Regions from separate parts of the Zea mays genome. Here region 2 is linked to region 1. A link is a contact called in public Hi-C data. All regions are on one chromosome and are shown on one strand. The core of a region is the stretch at or near the end of the contact, and the rest is flanking DNA. Distances in the headings are between cores, read along the strand shown.

What was found. Hi-C and Micro-C count contacts between places; a contact is called where the count stands out from the background.
Region 2: a Hi-C map of ear shows a contact between it and region 1, with 2.2 times the contacts expected there. The contact joins the promoter of LOC103631700 here to the promoter of LOC100383320 in region 1. A contact is called at or near these places in 3 of 25 Hi-C or Micro-C datasets (ear, leaf and tassel).

The regions. Positions count from the first base shown.
Region 1 is chr1:8,946,390-8,951,298 of Zm-B73-REFERENCE-NAM-5.0, reverse strand. It overlaps LOC100383320 (Glutamate--tRNA ligase cytoplasmic), which reads left to right and starts at 2,288. Exons shown (of 7, transcript NM_001361997.1): 1 at 2,288-2,449; 2 at 2,817-2,982; 3 at 3,645-3,741; 4 at 3,837-3,990; 5 at 4,076-4,909. The coding sequence starts at 2,846. It overlaps LOC100277637, which reads left to right. Exons shown (of 2, transcript NM_001151149.2): 2 at 1-298. The coding sequence ends at 165.
Region 2 is chr1:9,161,645-9,166,553 of Zm-B73-REFERENCE-NAM-5.0, reverse strand. It overlaps LOC103631700 (Zinc finger (C3HC4-type RING finger) family protein), which reads right to left and starts at 2,123. Exons shown (of 2, transcript XM_008652703.4): 1 at 1,625-2,123. The coding sequence starts at 1,819.

The DNA.
Region 1 (4,909 bases), core at 1,039-3,538:
GAGCGGGCGGCCAAGGCGTCCCCGCAGAACAGCCACGTGCTCGCCGCGCACGCCGCGTTCCTGTGGGACACGGACGACGAGGAGGGCGGCGCCGACGCGCTCAGCTACGCGGCCTTCGCTCAGCCGGCGCACTCGTCTCTGGCTTCGGCGACGGCAACAACCTGAACTCTCTCGCCATCTCACGAGTCTCGAGAGCGGTTCCTCCGCAGTCGAAATGGAGCGTGACAGTGGCCTCTGCTCGTCTCTGTCTGTAGTAGCATACCAATAATACTACTCGCGAACTCTCTTTCTGAGCAAACAGATTCCATAGCGCCGTGTAGCCACGCGATGATTTTGCGAGCGAGTTCGTCTACTAGTACTACACAGACACAGGCTCAATCGGTTCAACCGATACATGCTGGTGGCTGTCGCCTGTCGCATTGCATTGGATTATCTCTCTCCCCGCGCTTCTACATATGCGTTGAACCTGGCAAGTGCGGTGACATTGTTCACCTGCATGATTTTTCACTCGATATGCGATTTGGAGGGCGTGAATATGCTATGCCCGCAAAGGTCGATCCAGTGCACCGACTGTTATATCAGTTATCGACCGCACAACCAATCATACTAAGGGTCTGTTTGGTTGGGCTGTGGCTGTGAAAAAAGTTGCTGTGGGCTGTGAGCTATGGAAAAAGCTGTTGTAGGTTGTGTGCTGTTAAAAAGCTAAAAATCGTTTGGTGGAAACCACTAAAAGTCGTTAAAATTTCTTCGATATATGTTTTCACAGTTCCATCCAAAAGCCACTAAAAGCAGGTCTAGGGGTGCTTTCAGTTTTGCACTACGAGAAAGTCGGCTTTTAGAAAAAGCTGCTTCCTGGATCCAGCCCTTTGGTTGGCTTTTGGCTTTTAGGGGGCAAAAGCCAAAGCCAAAAGCCAAACCAAACACACCCTTGATCATGATCAAGCTTTATTAGCTGCAGTCATCTTAACGCCGCGTAATCTTTTTCTTTCATAGAACGTTATTTAAAATATAATATAATATTTTATTTAAAATCACTGGATCACACAATGAACTAAAAATTTACATAATTCAAACAGAAAATAAATAGGAAAATATTAAAAAAGTTAAAAGCTACATATTTCGTAAAAAAAACTAATTCATTACTGTTACTCATCGTCATCTTCCTCTTATACCTTTTCTTCTATTATCTATAATCTAATTTTCATTGTTTGGTCAACCTTTTAAGATCAACTTATGGACTCTTTTCATGTCATCGTTTATATCGGTGGCCGAGCAATCCAACAACTTGGTGAATTACTCAAATAATTTTGGTTAAGTTATCCTCTTCCTAGCCTTATAGAGCTTGTTCAACATGTTTTTCTCCAATGCAGGAGACTAGTTGTTACTCGTTGTTCGTCTCTTCCCTTTTGTGTTGATCTCGTGCTCTATCATGGTCAATATGATGTGATGGTCAGACACTATCCTGTGATGTGGAGCTATAATCGCCGTTCAAGGTGAGATTGGACCTTTCGCTCGCGTAGTTGGAGACGTCATCAGTGTCGGATCTACACCCCGGGCCACCCGATCCGTGGCCCGGGGCTTGATCCATGTAACTCTATATAAGTCTCTATTTAATACGGCATAAAATAGCTAATATAAAATAAAGGAAAGAAAATTTGGTAGATTTGGCCCAGGTCATAGAAAAATTCTGGATCCGCCCCTGGACGTCGTCATCGTGCGCACCACTTGGGCTAATGACGAAGAGCATGCCATATATGCTTCACCTTGAAGTCAGTTTCGCTAGACTTGCTGCAAAAGCTCTCCTTTGACGCTTTGAAGAGCATAGCATCGTCTGCTCTATTCAGTCAGACTGCATGCAAGCGGTTGATCAGTATAGATACGGAGGAGGAGTATATAGACATAGAAATAGAGGATGAAAGCTGATAATTAGAGGATCAGGATAACATTTTTGAGTAGTGATTCTCTAATTATTTTATGAATATTAACTAAGAGTATGAAAGCTGAAAAAACAACTTATCCTGAATCTATAAAGTAAGTTTCTACAGTGACTTTAAAATTTTATACTAAAAAATTTAAAATTCGTTTATAGCCACGGATGATAGGTTCTGCTTGCAACAAACCCTATGCGGGCGATAAGGCCTGATAGGCCTGGCCAGACGGCCCGGTCCAATGCGACAGTGCGCCCAATACAGAAGCCCAGCACGTCGCTCATGCAGAGATCTGTGTAGTGCTAGACACTGAAGGGTTCGTCCGGCCATCCGGGCAAGTCACAACTCACTAGTCACCAGTAACTTTACCAATCCGCGCCGGTGGTAACCCTGCCTTCGGCGGCGGCTAGCCGGTATCCAGTGTGCGCACTCCCTCTATCTCCCTCTTGGCGACGACTGGGCGGCCGTCGCTGCTGCCCTACGCCGTCTTCGGGCTCTTCGTTGTCGACGAGCGCCACAAGGTACGCCCACCCTTTGGGCCTTGGCTTTCCTTCCTGCTGTGCAAAACCGAGCACCCAACAAACCCTAACTTACCATTTCTATTTGGATCTGATCTAGGTAAAGGTGTATGGGCATGTATTAAGCCTACAAAATTCGGTTGTTTCAATCTGGGTAGATGTGTACACCCATGTCATTTACTGGGTCGCCCTTGGTTCCACAGCCATGAAAGGCCGCTTTGTCAAATTGTGAAGATAATTTTGTGAAACACTTGAAGTTTCTACTGCTTGTATCATACTTGAACTGGCATACCTTGATTCTAATGTAATTTAGTTTATCCTAAATTGTTCACACTGTGCTGGCCTATGTGTCGATTTCTGCTGGTTTCAGGTTCCTACCATTTTTAAGAAAAAAGATCAATGGAGGCAGCTTTGTCATTCTCCAAGGACAGCCCACCAATTTCGATAATTTGTGCTGCAAAGATTGTGGGTCTACCCCTAACCATCAATCATAGCCTCGCTGCTGGCTCGGCACCCACCCTACAGTTTGCTTCTGGGTAAGTCTTTGCTCTTCTTCTCAGGTACAGTGGCGAGAGCAAATATATGGGGGGTGCACCTTCCTTGTGGGTGCATAGGGATGATATGTGGGTGATGCATATATGCTGAAAATTTGACTATCATAACTGATTTTTGGTGGATTTTTGTGGGGTGCATGTGCATCCACAAGGTAACATGTAGCTTTGCCCCTGCTCAGGTATATGCTCTGTTTCCCTTATTAAAATGTCTCTTTGGTCAATTGCTGCAAGCAGCATACCACTTGTATCATAGTTAGCTTTGGGACAGTTCATACGGGTGGGGATGCTGCTAATGGCAACCTCGGGTTGTTGCTTGGAGCTAGAGATGGCTGATGCACTATTGCACTGTTAGTTGTCCACAAATTATTGCTGCAACAGCTATTGTGTTTCACACAGTTTACTATCATCCTCAGGGCAGGAGTATATCTAATATGACATCTACTTTGCTATTTTGTACCTGTTTCTTGCGGGTCTGCAACTTTGTAATGGCAATCCCTGATACTGAATGTGTCAATATGTAATTTTCCAGATAATTGAGTGCGATTTGTTTTTATCTAGTTTCATTTCATGTATTTCTATTTGATTTGACTCACCATTTGGGAGTTTATATAATTTCTCATTCAACCGTTTGTGTTTGTGTATAGAGAATCACTCCATGGTGTCAACCCAATCATCCTCTACATTGCTAGAGGTGCATCAATTGCCTCCTTATCTGGAAAGAATGATATTGAGTTTGGGCATGTATGTTGCCATCAACTGCTTTTCAATAAGTTACTTATTGTCCTGACTATTTTGATATCCTAAATTCTAAATGGCTGCTGTCAATAAACTTGTAGGTTGTTGAATGGCTTGAATATGCCCCCACCTTCCTTTCAGGCTCTGAATTTGAAAATGCATGCTTATTTGTTGATGGATTCTTGGCCTCCCGGACCTTTCTGGTTGGTCATGGCCTGACAATTGCTGACATTGCAGTTTGGTCAAATCTTGCTGGTAAGCTGTGGGATTGTTCACCATTCTTATTTCAGTCTGGCTCTAGGCAATGCAATGTTTAACTTGCTGCATCATTTTTCTTTAGGAATTGGTCAGCGGTGGGAGAGTCTAAGGAAATCAAAGAAATACCAAAATCTTGTTCGCTGGTTCAACAGCATAGATTCAGAATACAAAGAGGCACTGAACGAAGTTGTGGCTGCATTTGTTGGGAAACGAGGTATTGGAAAATCTCCTGCACCTAGCCTTAAGGAGAAGGTACATGACTCAAAGGACCCATCAGCTCCAGAAGTTGATCTCCCTGGTGCAAAAGTTGGGAAAGTCTGCGTTCGTTTTGCCCCAGAGCCTAGTGGTTACCTCCATATTGGGCATGCAAAGGCTGCACTATTGAACAAATACTTTGCTGAAAGATATCAAGGGCGCTTAATAGTTCGATTTGATGACACAAACCCTTCAAAAGAAAGCAATGAGTTTGTTGAGAATCTTTTGAAAGATATTGAGACGTTGGGGATCAAATATGATGCTGTCACATACACATCTGATTATTTCCCAAAGCTAATGGAAATGGCTGAGAGTTTGATAAAGCAGGGTAAAGCATATATTGATGACACACCAAAGGAGCAAATGAGGAAAGAGAGGATGGACGGTATTGAGTCAAGGTGCAGAAATAATACCGTGGAGGAAAATCTCTCATTATGGAAAGAGATGGTTAATGGAACTGAAAGGGGCATGCAGTGCTGTGTACGGGGTAAACTTGACATGCAGGATCCTAACAAGTCACTCAGGGATCCTGTTTACTACCGCTGTAATACTGATCCACACCATCGTGTTGGTTCGAAGTACAAGGTCTATCCAACATATGACTTTGCGTGCCCATTTGTCGATGCATTGGAGGGGGTAACCCATGCTCTTCGTTCCAGTG
Region 2 (4,909 bases), core at 874-3,373, 220 kb before region 1:
TTGAGAACCACAAGTTGCACATCCTGATGCCACCACAGGGAGGCCTGATTGCTAGTAAAACATGCCCTACAAGTGAAGTATGCTCAACAATAGCTGGCTAATGGTTAACATGGTTGATAATCTTTTTTTCTTGAACAGGCATGCTAGCTGTTCATCTTTCCAAATAAATAAAACTAGATTGGCATAAAAATATTTTTTTAAAAGAACAGGAGATGCAAACCCCTACTGATTATTATTAACAATAAGTGCATGTAACAATATAAAAAAAAATTCCCTGTTTCATATATTAAGGATCATGGAGACCTGCTTGCTAGTAAAACATGCCCTACAAGTGAAGTATGCTCAACAATAGCTGGCTAATGCTTATCATGGTTGATAATCCTTTTTTTTTCTTGAACAGGCAGGCTAGCTGTTCATCGTTCCAAATAAAGAAAACTAGATTGGCATAAAAATATATTTTTTAAAAAAAAGAATAGGAGATGCAAACCCCTACTGATTATTATCTGTTATAAGTACATGTGACAATATAAAAATCCATTTCCCTATTTCATATATTAAGGATCAGAAGCAAACTATTCTCTACAGGTCAATGAAACCAGCGAGACCTGCTGGGATGCTACTGAAGAGCTCCAACCACCAGGATGGAGACCTGTTTGCCCCACGAGTACATATCGGAATATCCTCTAGTTGCAAGTTTTACTTTTCCTAGCAGTTGAGGGTCAAATAAGATGCCCTGCACCAACCAACCAAGCAAGCAGACCACATTCCTTTTCAGTAAAACAGTATGAGCCAGAAAACGGTTTCTACGAGGGGGAAGAAACTAGGGGAAACCCTTTACAGCCACATGGCACGTGAATCAACCGAAACATGTTAGCTTATGGTTTTAGAAATTGTACCACAAGACTTTGCATGCACTCATGCAGCTTTCTTCAGAGAATCAGAGTCTAACAAACTTGCATGAAACATGTAGCATGGTAAGACGAGCGGCTATATATCTGATTTCTAGTGAGTAACCCACCCGGCAATTCGAATTTCTTCTATTTAGTAAGGGACCGTTTGGTTCCTTTTAGTCTCTAGACTAAAAGTACTCAGAATCTATTAAATGACTCACTAAATCAGTTTATTCCCTGTTTTAATCTTATCGTTTAATAATTTAGGGATTAAATGAGACTAAAATAAAGAAATTAATCTTTAGTCTCTCGATTCTCGAACCAAACGGGGGCTAAGTTTTTTTTGTTTCTTCTCCCCTTCCAAATTCCCGCCTGCTAGTGCTAGCTCTTCAGGAAAACCGTGGGAACGCCTACAGCTAACGAATCTAAACGAAAACGAGGGAGCATGCTAGCGTGTGCCATTTTGATCAACCTCCAAAGTTAATAGTAGTAGTCAACGGGGATGTTTGACGAGCACCAAACCAAAACCGCCATCTTTGTTGATTGGAATTTTACACGGCGATATTTCCCAAAATCCGGACGCAGTCCAACGGCAAAGCAGACATTTCTTCCGCATCTCCAGTTCTCCACACACACACACACACACACAATCCGGCACGCCACATGAATCGAGAAGAACAGGGAAGAAAAAGAGAAAAAAGAGAGAGAGAGGAAGATGAATGGTGAATCCCCACCTGCTGCGAGCTCCGGCTCCCAAAGCTCGTCAGCCGACGCACGGACACGGGGGCGGACTCCAGCTTGTCCTCGGCCACCGAAGACGGCGCCTCCACCACCGGCGGCGCGTCCTCGATGGCCAGCTGGCGCGCGGGCACGCCGACGCAGAGGCCGGTGGCGAGTGCGCGCTTCGCGCGGGCCCACGCCGCCGCCATTGGTCCTCGGGGCACGAACGGCGGGGCTCCTTTCGAGCGCACGAAATGCTGGCGCCTGCTCGGCCTCGGCGTCGGCGGAGGAATTGTTGGCTACGAGCGAGATCAGGAGAGCGGGGCTCGGGGCTGAATGGTTCTCGCCATCGCTGCGGGAGGCGGCGGAATTTGCGGTGGCCGCGGGGCGCGTGGCGTGCTGGCGCGGTTCGGTGTCGGGGTTTTGGTCGTCGCGGGAGAGCGAGCGAGAGCCGGAGAGGCCGTGGAGAGGAATATAAACGGAGAGGAAGAGAAGGGGGAGAGAGAGAGGTAGTGTGTGTTTCACAAATGATAACTTCCCGTTTTGTCCCTGGGAGTGGGAAAAGTATTGTGGACTACTTTTTTTCCCATCGACTTCAATTTCGGCATATTTGGATTCACCGGTTCTCATCTGACAATCAATCTAGTAGCATATCCAAAGCACGAAAAAAATAAATTCTGACCATAATTTAACTCGTAGTGGGTCTTGCAGACTGGACATTACTAACCGTATTTTAAACGCATAAGAATACATTCTGACCATAATTTCTTACCGTATGTTATCGTTTGGTAACAAGAAAAAACAACAGTACCATATCCAAAGCATTTCGATTATAGATATGGTGATGCAATATTGATGTCTTAAAAATAGTTTTGCTTGATTGTTTTTTTGAAAGGGAGAGGCAAAAGACTTGCCGCTCCAATATATTAGAAGGAGTAGAACTAACAGGAAATTACAAGAAACCAAGACGACTTACAAGACTAGAAGCGAACTCCTGAACAAATTTACTAAGCGGACCTACTAGCCAGCCAGGCCATGGAAACAACCAACTAAGGGCCTGTTTGGCATGGCTCCAGAACAAAACTCCAAGGAGGAGCTGGCCAGAGCATGCCAAACACCCTAACTCCAGAGTTGTAAACTCTATGGAGTTTTTGGAGCTGCAGTACAATTTTTTGGAGTACCTCTTTTGCTGCTCTGAAAACTCCAAAAAAGCAACCTAGTCATGGAGTTTTGAGTTATTTACCCGCCATTGCCACTGGTTATGAGAAACAATCTAAACTCTAGAGCAAAGCTGCTCCACCCAGAGTTTTAGAGTAGAGCTGCTCTGGGGTGGAGCAGAGTCATGCCAAACACACCCTAACTCTTTGACCACTAGCGCGACCTGCTCCGCTGATTTAAGCTGACTGTGAAAGATTCTATTGTTCCTCTCTAACCAAATGCTCCACCAAAAATAAATGATAAGGCCATCAAAGGATCTTCTCGAAGGCTTGTTGCACCTACTTCTCAAATTTCTCCACCAGTCGTACAACGAATCAGAGCCATAGATCCCCTTAAAGGACGAAAGATTCGCCCAAGACAAGATTATGTCCCACACCTCCCTGCTGAAGGGGCAGTCCTTGCAGAGATGAACCGTCGTTTCAAAGGTCGAATTACACAGACAACAAGAAGGATTGTGAGGCCATCCCCTTTTCTGAAGGTTCTCTGCTGTCAACACTCTATTGTGTAAAAGAGTCCAAGCGAAAAAGCGACACTTGGGTTCAGTTTTTGCTTTCCAAATGGAACAGATTTTCATTGTGCAGAAGTTTGTTGAGAACTGAATGTTATATGCGCTGCTTGCACTGTACTGACCATCAGTCGTCCATCTCCAAGAGATGGAATCCTCCAAGTTATTAAGTTCGTGCATGCTACTGATAGCCTGCCATAGGGTTACAAAATCTTTTATTTCGTCTTCTCGTATGCATGGCAGACATAGCTGAATCCAGCTATTGGCTCTAAGAGCATGAAAAACTGAGATGTTCTTCTTCCTTGCTTTCTTGAACAGAATTGGTGCTATATTCTTAGGCGCCTGACCATGGATCCAACTAGATTTCCAAAAACTTGTTGTTCTCCCATTACCAACGTTGACTACTGTGGATGCATTGAAAAGTTCTTCATCTATTTTGTCGCATGGCGATTGCAAACCAATCCACGCCTTATCCTGTTCTTCCAACGCATCCACAGTCATCTGATTCTTAAAGCCCTTGCGAAGCGTTCTAGGTTCAGAATGCCCAGTCCCCCCTTGTTCTTTGGCTGACATGTTGTAGACCAGTTGATCAAACAGTGACCTCCACTGCAAGCTTCAGGGTTGTTTCCTTTCCAAAGAAAGCCTCTTCTTATCTTATCAATTTTCTTTAGCAGCCATTTTTGAACTTGAAAAACCGTAAGATGATAAATCGGTTGGGCTGTTAATATTGATTTAACCAATGTTTCTTTGCCTGCTTTAGAGAGCAGTCTGCCTTTTCAACCGGCCAGTCTGTTGTTTATTTTTTCCAGTAGCGGTTGCAAGGAGATCCTTTTAATCTTCCTAAAGTGGAGGGGAAGACCAAGATACTTTCCAGGTAAGTTAGCATATTTACCCGGGAACACTTCGGCAAGATTTGACCAAAGCGACTGAGGATAACGAATTGGAAAGATTTCTGTTTTATCAAAATTTATCTTTAGCCCTGAACAACCTTCAAAGACTTCCAGAATCGTTTTGAGAACTTTGAGGTCCGACTTGTCTGCTCTCACAAACACCCCAGCATCATCTGCATATAGGGAACAACGAAGCTTTGCCCCTTTAGGCAGGACGCTTCCCAGTAGCCCAGCCTGAGCCGCCTTATCGATCATACGCTGGAGAGGGTCCATTGCTAAAATGAAAAGAAATGGAGAAAGGGGGTCCCCTTGTCGTACACCACGCCTGTGTTTAATTCTATTTGTCGGCTCTCCATTTATTATTATTTTGGAGGAAGATGAGCCCAGAATTAGAGCGATCCAGTCTCGCCACCTTTGGGAGAAACCAAGGGCCTTTAACACATCAAGGAGATAAGCCCAATTTATGGAGTCGAAGGCTTTGGAGATGTCAAGCTTGATGAAAAGCGCAGGCTGACCCCTCTTGTGCATCTTCATAATCACCCTTTGAACATATAAGAAGTTATCATGAATTGATCGCTTTTGGATGAAGGCATTTTGGGCAACAGATACAATTTCATTCATGCACGGTGCCAGTCTGTTTGCCAAAATTTTGGTGACGATCTTCATAAAGTTGTTTATTAGACTAA